2 separate regions of the Zea mays genome follow, and region 2 is linked to region 1. A link is a contact called in public Hi-C data. All regions are on one chromosome and are shown on one strand. The core of a region is the stretch at or near the end of the contact, and the rest is flanking DNA. Distances in the headings are between cores, read along the strand shown. Region 1 holds the start of LOC103627401 (la protein 1). Region 2 holds the start of LOC100284484 (tab2 protein).

The links. A called contact is a pair of places that touch in the nucleus more often than the background predicts.
Region 2: a Hi-C map of tassel shows a contact between it and region 1, with 4 times the contacts expected there. The contact joins the promoter of LOC100284484 here to the promoter of LOC103627401 in region 1. A contact is called at or near these places in 12 of 25 Hi-C or Micro-C datasets (bundle sheath, ear, endosperm and 4 more) and 2 of 3 datasets of contacts at active chromatin or transcription factors (leaf and seedling).

The regions. Positions count from the first base shown.
Region 1 is chr5:187,070,724-187,074,896 of Zm-B73-REFERENCE-NAM-5.0, forward strand. LOC103627401 (la protein 1) reads right to left here and starts at 2,789. Exons shown (of 10, transcript XM_008647691.2): 1 at 2,557-2,789; 2 at 2,380-2,458; 3 at 2,139-2,291; 4 at 1,566-1,708; 5 at 776-924; 6 at 428-508; 7 at 1-347. The coding sequence starts at 2,616.
Region 2 is chr5:187,235,705-187,239,844 of Zm-B73-REFERENCE-NAM-5.0, forward strand. LOC100284484 (tab2 protein) reads left to right here and starts at 2,677. Exons shown (of 3, transcript NM_001157379.2): 1 at 2,677-3,518; 2 at 3,618-3,761. The coding sequence starts at 2,750. LOC100278609 reads right to left here and starts at 2,516. Exons shown (of 5, transcript NM_001372462.1): 1 at 2,302-2,516; 2 at 1,571-1,643; 3 at 1,155-1,259; 4 at 393-494. The coding sequence starts at 2,426.

The DNA.
Region 1 (4,173 bases), core at 1,539-4,038:
TCACATTCACATTGCCAGAAATGATTTTGCCTTCCCTGCTCAATGGTTCACTATCACCATGTTTATCACTTTCTATGGGGACATCACTAATACACTTCTCAGATTCTGTAGCTTCCCCAGTGTTTAGATCTTTCTCTTTGGTCATGTCATCTGAGGACATCCCTTGCTTAATAACATCGCTCTCAAGGATAGACTCCTCTGGCCCCTGGCCTGAAGGTTTTTCCATGGAACTGGAAACATCTAATTTCGTAGCAGAGTCATTCTCTTTATCTATGTTATCTTGCTGCACTACAGTATCAGCTGTGGCCTTCTCCAATTTGAAGGCCACAATTAGGCCTTTTTGATAGCTGCAACCAAATTTCAAGGACTATAAGAGACAAATAATAATAATAACTGGCCAGATAGGCTGTACGATACAGATACTCACCCTTCATACTGGTTGTCCTTTTTAAGGTGTGTCTTTTCATATGCTTCTTTTTTGGACTTTTGCTCAGCATCAAACTCCTTCCTTCATAATTCAGGCAAGGAACAGTCAAAATATCGAAGACACCACTGAGTTAAAATACCAAACATGTGAACAAATCAAACAGGTAGTCTGTGTAAATAAAGATGCTCAATTACATTCAAAAAATATAAAAATGGTTACTTTATCATAATATATTTAAATGACACTAAAAAGAAAGGAGACCAATTTCCCAACAGCAGGAAGCTATATCATTTTATGACGACATTAACCAGCAAGTGTTTTGTATGTACAAATAGGAAAGTGGCTTACTTTGGCCTTATTTCCAGATTTGCCCCTGCAAATACTAAAGCAGTCTCCATAATTCTTTTTGCTTCCTCTTCTTCAGAAAACTCAACCAAAGCAGTCCCACAGAAGTGTTTTTTGTTGGCAATATTGCGTGGAAGTCTCACGCTGTTTACCTAGGAATTTATACAGAAATATGTAAAAATGTTATGTTATTTCCACAACTTGAATGCACAATTCATCTACTTCCATTGCAGATTAATAACAGTATAACTTGAAAAGGGCATCATAACTCTCGAAGTCTCCAGATATCTTTCACATTAGAAGCAAATCATACTACAAAAGAACACTAATAGAACAGCAGAGCAGAACAGATAGTTATATTTATCTATTCTTAGGCTGTTCGCAATGCTGTTGTTTATTTATTACAAGTTAAAAATCTTGACCTGCCATATTAAAAAAAATGAATGAAATATATGCAGTTCATTATTATATACTCCCTCCGTTCTTAAATATATGACGCCATTGAATTTTTTGAAAACTTTGACCACTCGTCTTATTCAAAATATTTATTCAAGAATGTAAAATTTCGAGTCATGATCAAACAACCTCAAGTGATAAAACAAATCATAACAAAGTAAATGATAATTCACATTTTTTTCTGAATAAGACGAGTAGTCAAAGTTTTCAAACAAAAAGTCAACAGCGTCATATATTTAAGAACGGAGGTAGTATCAGATTTCTATTTCAATCCATTTCGTAACCAGCCAGTAGCACATTAACTATAGTATTTGAAAGAAAAATAGATACAACATACCTTTGCATAATTTGTGAAAAAAGATTGGACGTCTTCCTGCTTTACATTGCAAGGCAGCGGAGATACAGCAATAGTCCTAGAGTCTACTTGTTCTATGATCTCATCTGGCTTCAAGAGTTCACTAGCTCTACCAATCTTCTTTCCTGCAATCGAAGTACAGTAGAAGTGAACCAACTCAGATTCATTCCAACCCACCTCTTAAATCAACTATTCGTTATAAGAACTATGACTCTTGACTTACAATAGAAGTTCGTAATAAAAATTGCTTCCCAGTAAAGTATTGATAAAGGAGAGACCGAGAGATCCAAATCAAGTGCAAGCCAAGGCAAGGCAACATATTAACATCTGCTGGTCGTACATACGAGTGCTAGACACAACTTGTTCACAATTTAAGCCCAAGGGATCTAGATTTGTAGCTATTTTTAATGTAGAATAGGACAATCTAAAATGTCAACTAAATTGAGAGACATAGAAATATCTGAAACAAAGCTCGGGTTGTCACGTGTTCAGCACGTGACACAACTAAACCAAAGTTCCTGAAAAAAGGTGAGGGAAGGGCAGGAATTGGCTTACCATCCTCCGATACGCGGAGGGCAGGAGAAGGCCGGAGCACCTCAGCAACCGCAAGCACGGTCTCCTCCGGCACAGTCTCGGGCTTGACATCTGCGTCCAGCCCCAGGTGGGACTTCATCCGCGAGAAGGAGCATATCAAGGGCAAGCTCACCACTGCGGCACAAAACAACAGAGAATTCAGCAGCTCGCCCACGGAAACAAACAAACCGAACAGCAGGGAGATGGGGCGGTTGGGCATTACATCCGTCATCGCTCTGCTCGACCGTCTCCCGCAGGAACTTATCGCGGGGGAGGTTGCTGTCGCTGAAGTAGAACTCGACCTGGGGCAACCGAATCAGATACGTACTTTTCAGAGGAATCGCATGGTGGCGGAAAAAAAAAGCTGCGCATCTGGAGCAACGAGGCGGGGATCGCGAACCTGGCGAAGGACTTTCTTCGCCTTGCCCTCGTCGAGCGGCGCGGCGGCGGGAGCGGCCATGGATTTCTGGCCTCCGATCGCGATCGAGCTGGACTGCTGGAGACTGGAGAGGAACCGCTGCTAGGGTTTAGTCGGGAGGTTTTAGCAGCAGCGCTGGCGCGGGTGAAGGAGCGGCGGCGGCGGCTTTCTCCGTGTAGTTTTCTACCGGCCCGGCCCATAACTCCTTCCAAAACGGCCTGCTTTCTATGGGGCCGATCTCGGAGGTACTTGGGCTGCGAGAGGCCTCCCTCCACGCAAAGAATATTGTTTTTTCATTCAATTCAGCAGAGCCGTGGCTGCATTTTGAACAACTGAAGCAGACAAAGACAAGGTGACAAGCAGTCGCAGTCGCCGACGTGAACGTGCCAAATCGGGTATTCGTGCGGTCCGGATAAAAGATACGGCCTCCACTTTGCTCACTCGCTCTGCGTCTGACCTCCGAGCCGGTCAGTCTTATCATCAGCTATCTTGATTTCTGATAGGAACTGCGTTTGGGGCGTTCTTTCCCTGAACAGATAAAAACCGGGTAGCTTTCAGATAAGCATGTCTCTTTTTTTGTGTCTGGTGCCGGCATACGCGTACTCGATCGGAGCCGATAGCTGTTTATTATTGGTTTCTGGATCAGCCGATTCTTCAGCTTGCTCATGTCTTCCATCTCAGCACTCAACAGTCGTTATCGGATCAGTGGTACGCCTAACTGTCCCCTTTGTTAGACATGGTACGGTTGATACCGGAATTTCTAGTAGCTTAAAGAACCATCCAGTCGAAACTGGGAGTTGCAAAGTTGGCAATGGATAGTAAGAGAGAGGAGTAAACTAGAACCTGTCTTGGTTGTTCCCGTTTGTTGGCGTGAGCAGTGGTCATCACCATTGTTACTGTAGCCACTACTCATACATTCGAGTTCTAACTAAAGAGTAGAAGTGGTATCAACACCACCGCTCATACATTCGTTCTGAATGAAGAGTAAAAGCAGCACCGTGACATTAATTTTCTATTACTTGCGTGGATTGTTAGCCTCGTGTGCTACTAGAGCACAAAAGCAAAGGCGTGCTTGTACTTGCTAACAATGGCACACTTGCGTCTCGTGGCAAACCTATTTTATGTGACGCAAGCTATGCTTGTATCTGTGCTGGTGGGTAGTGGGAGCGGCACACAGAAGCACGCACTTGCGGTTCAGGCGACCATTTTAAAGCACCTTTTTTTTTATCGGTGTGGAAGAGAAAGAGACGGACAGACAGCAGCAGGCAGATAGATGCCCAAGGATCCAGATCTCGCTCGTGAATTGCCCGGCGCCCGGCGGGGAGGGCCACCGGCTGACCTGTCAACCCCGTATCCGCAGGGGATAGCGCGATCGTCCCGGCGCCCAACCGGGACGCGCCACTTGGGCCGACCGGGACGCGCTTGGGCTACGTGTGAAGGAGACGCTTGGGCCGGCCGGGGCCGGGCGCTGTCAGTGTCACCGTCGCGGTCGTATCCGGCGTCCGTCGGACCTCCGTGTCGTGTCGCACTGCAGACACAGCGGCGTAACAAGTAATTGTGCTTCCCGAAATGATCATGTAGATTCATTTTTAAAAAATA
Region 2 (4,140 bases), core at 1,427-3,926, 160 kb after region 1:
TACATGTATAATTAATGTTCAGCCCATGCGTGCTTGATAAACATACAAGTCTGGGCTCGGATTAACTCCCCCACAAAAATTGGGTGGATGCAACAGATAAGAGCTCTCCTGGCCAAGGAACGTGAAAAAATAAATCTCCAAAGATGGCCCACTATTATTGTCCAAATAAACTAGAAATAGCCGTCAGATATCCAGCTAGCTGCACAAATGCATAAGCACGCGAGCACATATTAGTAGCACAAAAACTGTAATTAACATTCTGGTTTCTAAGTAAATAATTGTCTAGCATCCGACGCCACTGTTGCCCATTATTAACATTTCCCAAGTCATGTTATTGGTTATGATAAAAGTTTGTATATAAACCGAATTTCTCCTACATTCAGTTTAAGTACCTGCCCTAAGATGCCTTTTCCTGTCTGAGCTTCCACTATCAATCCAGCAGTCAGTCCTATCATTGCCAATGGCCCATTGATAGCTTCTGCTTGACTGCGCCTCTGCAAAACAGAGCAGTGATTTGGGTCAAATTTGACGTATCCTGTGCTCATGGAGCTCTTGTGCTCATATGCACTTTAAATCTGGTGCCTTCATTTCTCATCCAAGTGTGAATAGACATTTTCTAGTGTGTGCCACTCTTGACCACCCTTGTTGCGCCGCGCCGTCTGTCTCTGTGTGCCACTGCTGCCCTCACCTTCTGGATGAGAAATGAACGCACCAGATTTAAAGTGCTCATATGAGCACAAGAGCTCCATGAACACAGGATATGTTCCCTATAATTTCCCCTGCTGGTAGAGTTTTTTTTAAATAATAATATAAATGCCCATGTGAACATTACTGCAATTTACAGCCACTAGGTAATATTAAGTTGAATATCCTTTTGCAGTTAATTAGATGCCTCAACTGAAGAACATGCAATCAAGTTTGTACCCACACAATAAATAAATAAATTAGAATTGGAGAACTCGCAGGACAACATGAACAGGTAAAAGCCTAGTTCTGTCTCCAGTTATCTGAAACAATGATTCATCACCAACTATTGGTCCAAAAAAAAAAAGATAAATGTTTTCCTCCTTTCCTTATCATGAAGTTTTCTTCCTTTAGCATATAAGATTGATTTAATCTAAGGAATGATACACTCCAATACAGCTGCAATGCACCTTCAGCTTTTCTTTGGCCCTAATTTCTTGCATTTGTTTAGCAGCTAGACGCTTAGCTTCCAGTGGATCAACCATCACAACATTCTCACCTGAGCTTCTTTTACCCTGTGATGCCTGATTCATTAAAAAAACAATATAGCTACCAAGAGAGAATGTATTATACAGAATAAGAATGCAGCAACTGGCACTAAAGAAAGTTGAATAACTTTCTCCAGGACCTGGGTTAGTATAATGCATAAAGTAAAGAGTACTAAGGAATAACGGTATCCTGGTTGGGATATAGGCCTAAGAAATTGAACTTAAACTTCTAAAAAAATTCAAAAGCACATAAAGTTATGTTCAATAAACATTATTATATGTCATAATCCTACCAACCCTAAAAAATAGATGGCCTACTCGAAATGCCTGATGCATACATCTGCACTAGCAAAGGCCAGAACGTGGCTTCTCTGATATGCATGCCCCAATTGCTTGTATCGGATTGTCCACCTATGAGAGAAAAAACATATAACTCAGACGTCAGTTAATTAAGTACTATCGATGCCATTAACCACAACCAAAATTAGCTATTATTAGTAAACTAAATAAAATCAACTGATATTAATTCAAAAGTACTGGTCTCTTGGGTCTTTCCAGCCCAAATGAAGAAGTTGAACCGTTTAGCAGTAGTACAAAAAGTCGAATAGGTTTTGAACTTGTAAACTGGTTCCAAGTTCCAACCAAATATTCTTGAATACTTATAGCAGTTAGGTAAACCACAAGTTTGCACAGAATACAAAATAACACAAAACGGTATTCGTGTTGGCTTCAGGAACAACAACGCAAAATTCTCATCTAACAAGGAAAAATAATACACCGTATATAACATCATGGAGTAACTAAATTCTGGAATTTGAGAAAGCTTTAATAAATGGTTTTTTAAGGTAGTGCCCTGGTTTTGCTGGTGTCCTCATTTTTATCCTTATTTATGTTTTTTTTTAATTTTACTCTTCTAGTGCTATAAAACATGATGGCAAAACTGAAAAAAACATAATTAATGGTAAAAATAAGAAAACCAACAAAACCGAGAGTACCAGCTTAAAAAAGCTGGCCAAGAACAATACTGCATCAATGGAGGCAGGCAGGGCAAGAAGAAACAAGAGCATACCTGGACAAGGACGGAACATAGGACACACGCTCCACCGTGAGGAAGGGGGAGGAGACAGAAGAAGAAGAAGAGGCTGGAAGAGGAGGAATCGACGCCGAGAAGCAGAGATTGGTGGAGCACGCCATTCTTGCTACTTCCACCTCCTCCCCTCCTCTTCTCTCTCTTTTGCTGGACACCGTTGTCCTCCACCCTCTAGTTTTTCGTTTTTCGTTTTTCTTTCTTTATAAAATCAACCATGTCGACTTTATCTTGTTTCCTCACCGTTAGATGGGCTTCTTCATGGTATTGGGTCGGCCCACGGGCCAAGCGGAACAATGAGATCACGGTATCACACATCACACTGCTTGCCTGCTTGGGGCGTGTGGAGGTGGAGCGGTGAACTGGTTTATGCTACCGCCATCTCTCTAGCGTTAGCTTCTGCGTGTGGCCGTGGGTGCCCGCGCGCGGCATGACGACCGCCACCGCCATCGTCGCCGGGCATGGCCTCGCGCTGCGTCGGAGCCTCCCCCTTCCCAACCCGCCAGGGCGAGCCACCACGTCGGTCTCCCTCTCCGCGCGCCCCGTCACTCCAGCCCGCCGCATGATTGTCCCGGCTAGCCCGTCGCCGCGGTCGCCGCGCCGGTGCCGGTCCATCTCCTCCGAGAGCTCCACCGAGGCATCCGCTGCGGCTGACATCGCCGACGAAGAAGTGGAGGCCGAGAACAAGGTGGACCCGCAGGCGGAGGTGTGCTACCTGGACCCTGACGTGGACCCTGAGTCGATCCGGGAGTGGGAGCTGGACTTCTGCTCGCGGCCCATCCTGGACGCGCGGGGCAAGAAGGTGTGGGAGCTCGTGGTGTGCGACGCCACGCTGTCGCTCCAGTTCACGCGCTACTTCCCCAACAACGCCATCAACAGCGTGACGCTCCGCGACGCTCTGGCCTCCGTGTCCGAGGCGCTGGGCGTGCCCATGCCCGACCGCGTCCGCTTCTTCCGGTCCCAGATGCAGACCATCATCACCCGCGCCTGCGGCGATCTGGGCGTGAAGGCCGTGCCGAGCCGGCGGTGCGTGTCGCTGCTGCTGTGGCTTGAGGAGCGGTACGAGGTGGTGTACAGCCGCCACCCGGGGTTCCAGGCCGGCACCCGGCCGCTGCTCGCGCTCGACAACCCGTTCCCCACCACGCTCCCCGAGAACCTCTTCGGCGACAAGTGGGCGTTCGTGCAGCTCCCGTTCTCCGGTCAGTAGCTCGATCTGCCACGGCGATTAGCCTTGGTTGTTAAGCCATTGACGAGGCCTTGAGCGGAGCGAGCTTCTCCTGATTGTTCGTGCTGTGCAGCTGTGAGAGAGGAGGTGGAGTCACTGGAGAGGAGGTACGCATTCGGTGCGGGGCTGGATTTGGAACTGCTGGGGTTCGAGCTTGATGACACCACGCTAGTCCCTGGTGTCGCCGTGGAATCATCTCGCGCCAAGCCTCTGGCCGGTAAGTTTGTGTCTCGGTGTACTGAAATTAACAAGCAGTGCGAAGCCACCAAGGCATTCAAAATGTTTATAACGAACTGGCAACGATTTTCTTCATGGCTAATGCTTCTTTGCAAATGCATCTATCCATATGTTCGGATTACTGGAGGGGGGGACGCATTTTTTTGTTGCTGGTAAAAACATTAATTTCCTATTAGATAGAGTACTTGCATGTAAGTTGGTCAGTTTGATCTCTATGATCAATGATCTTATTGCAACTGGCTATCGTCTTTCTCCAACAACTGAAAAAGTTTTTTGATCGTTGTGCACCTAGGCAAGTTTTGGCATGTTATATGAGATGATCTCACATGTTTATCGTTCCAGAATTCTATCACTAGTAC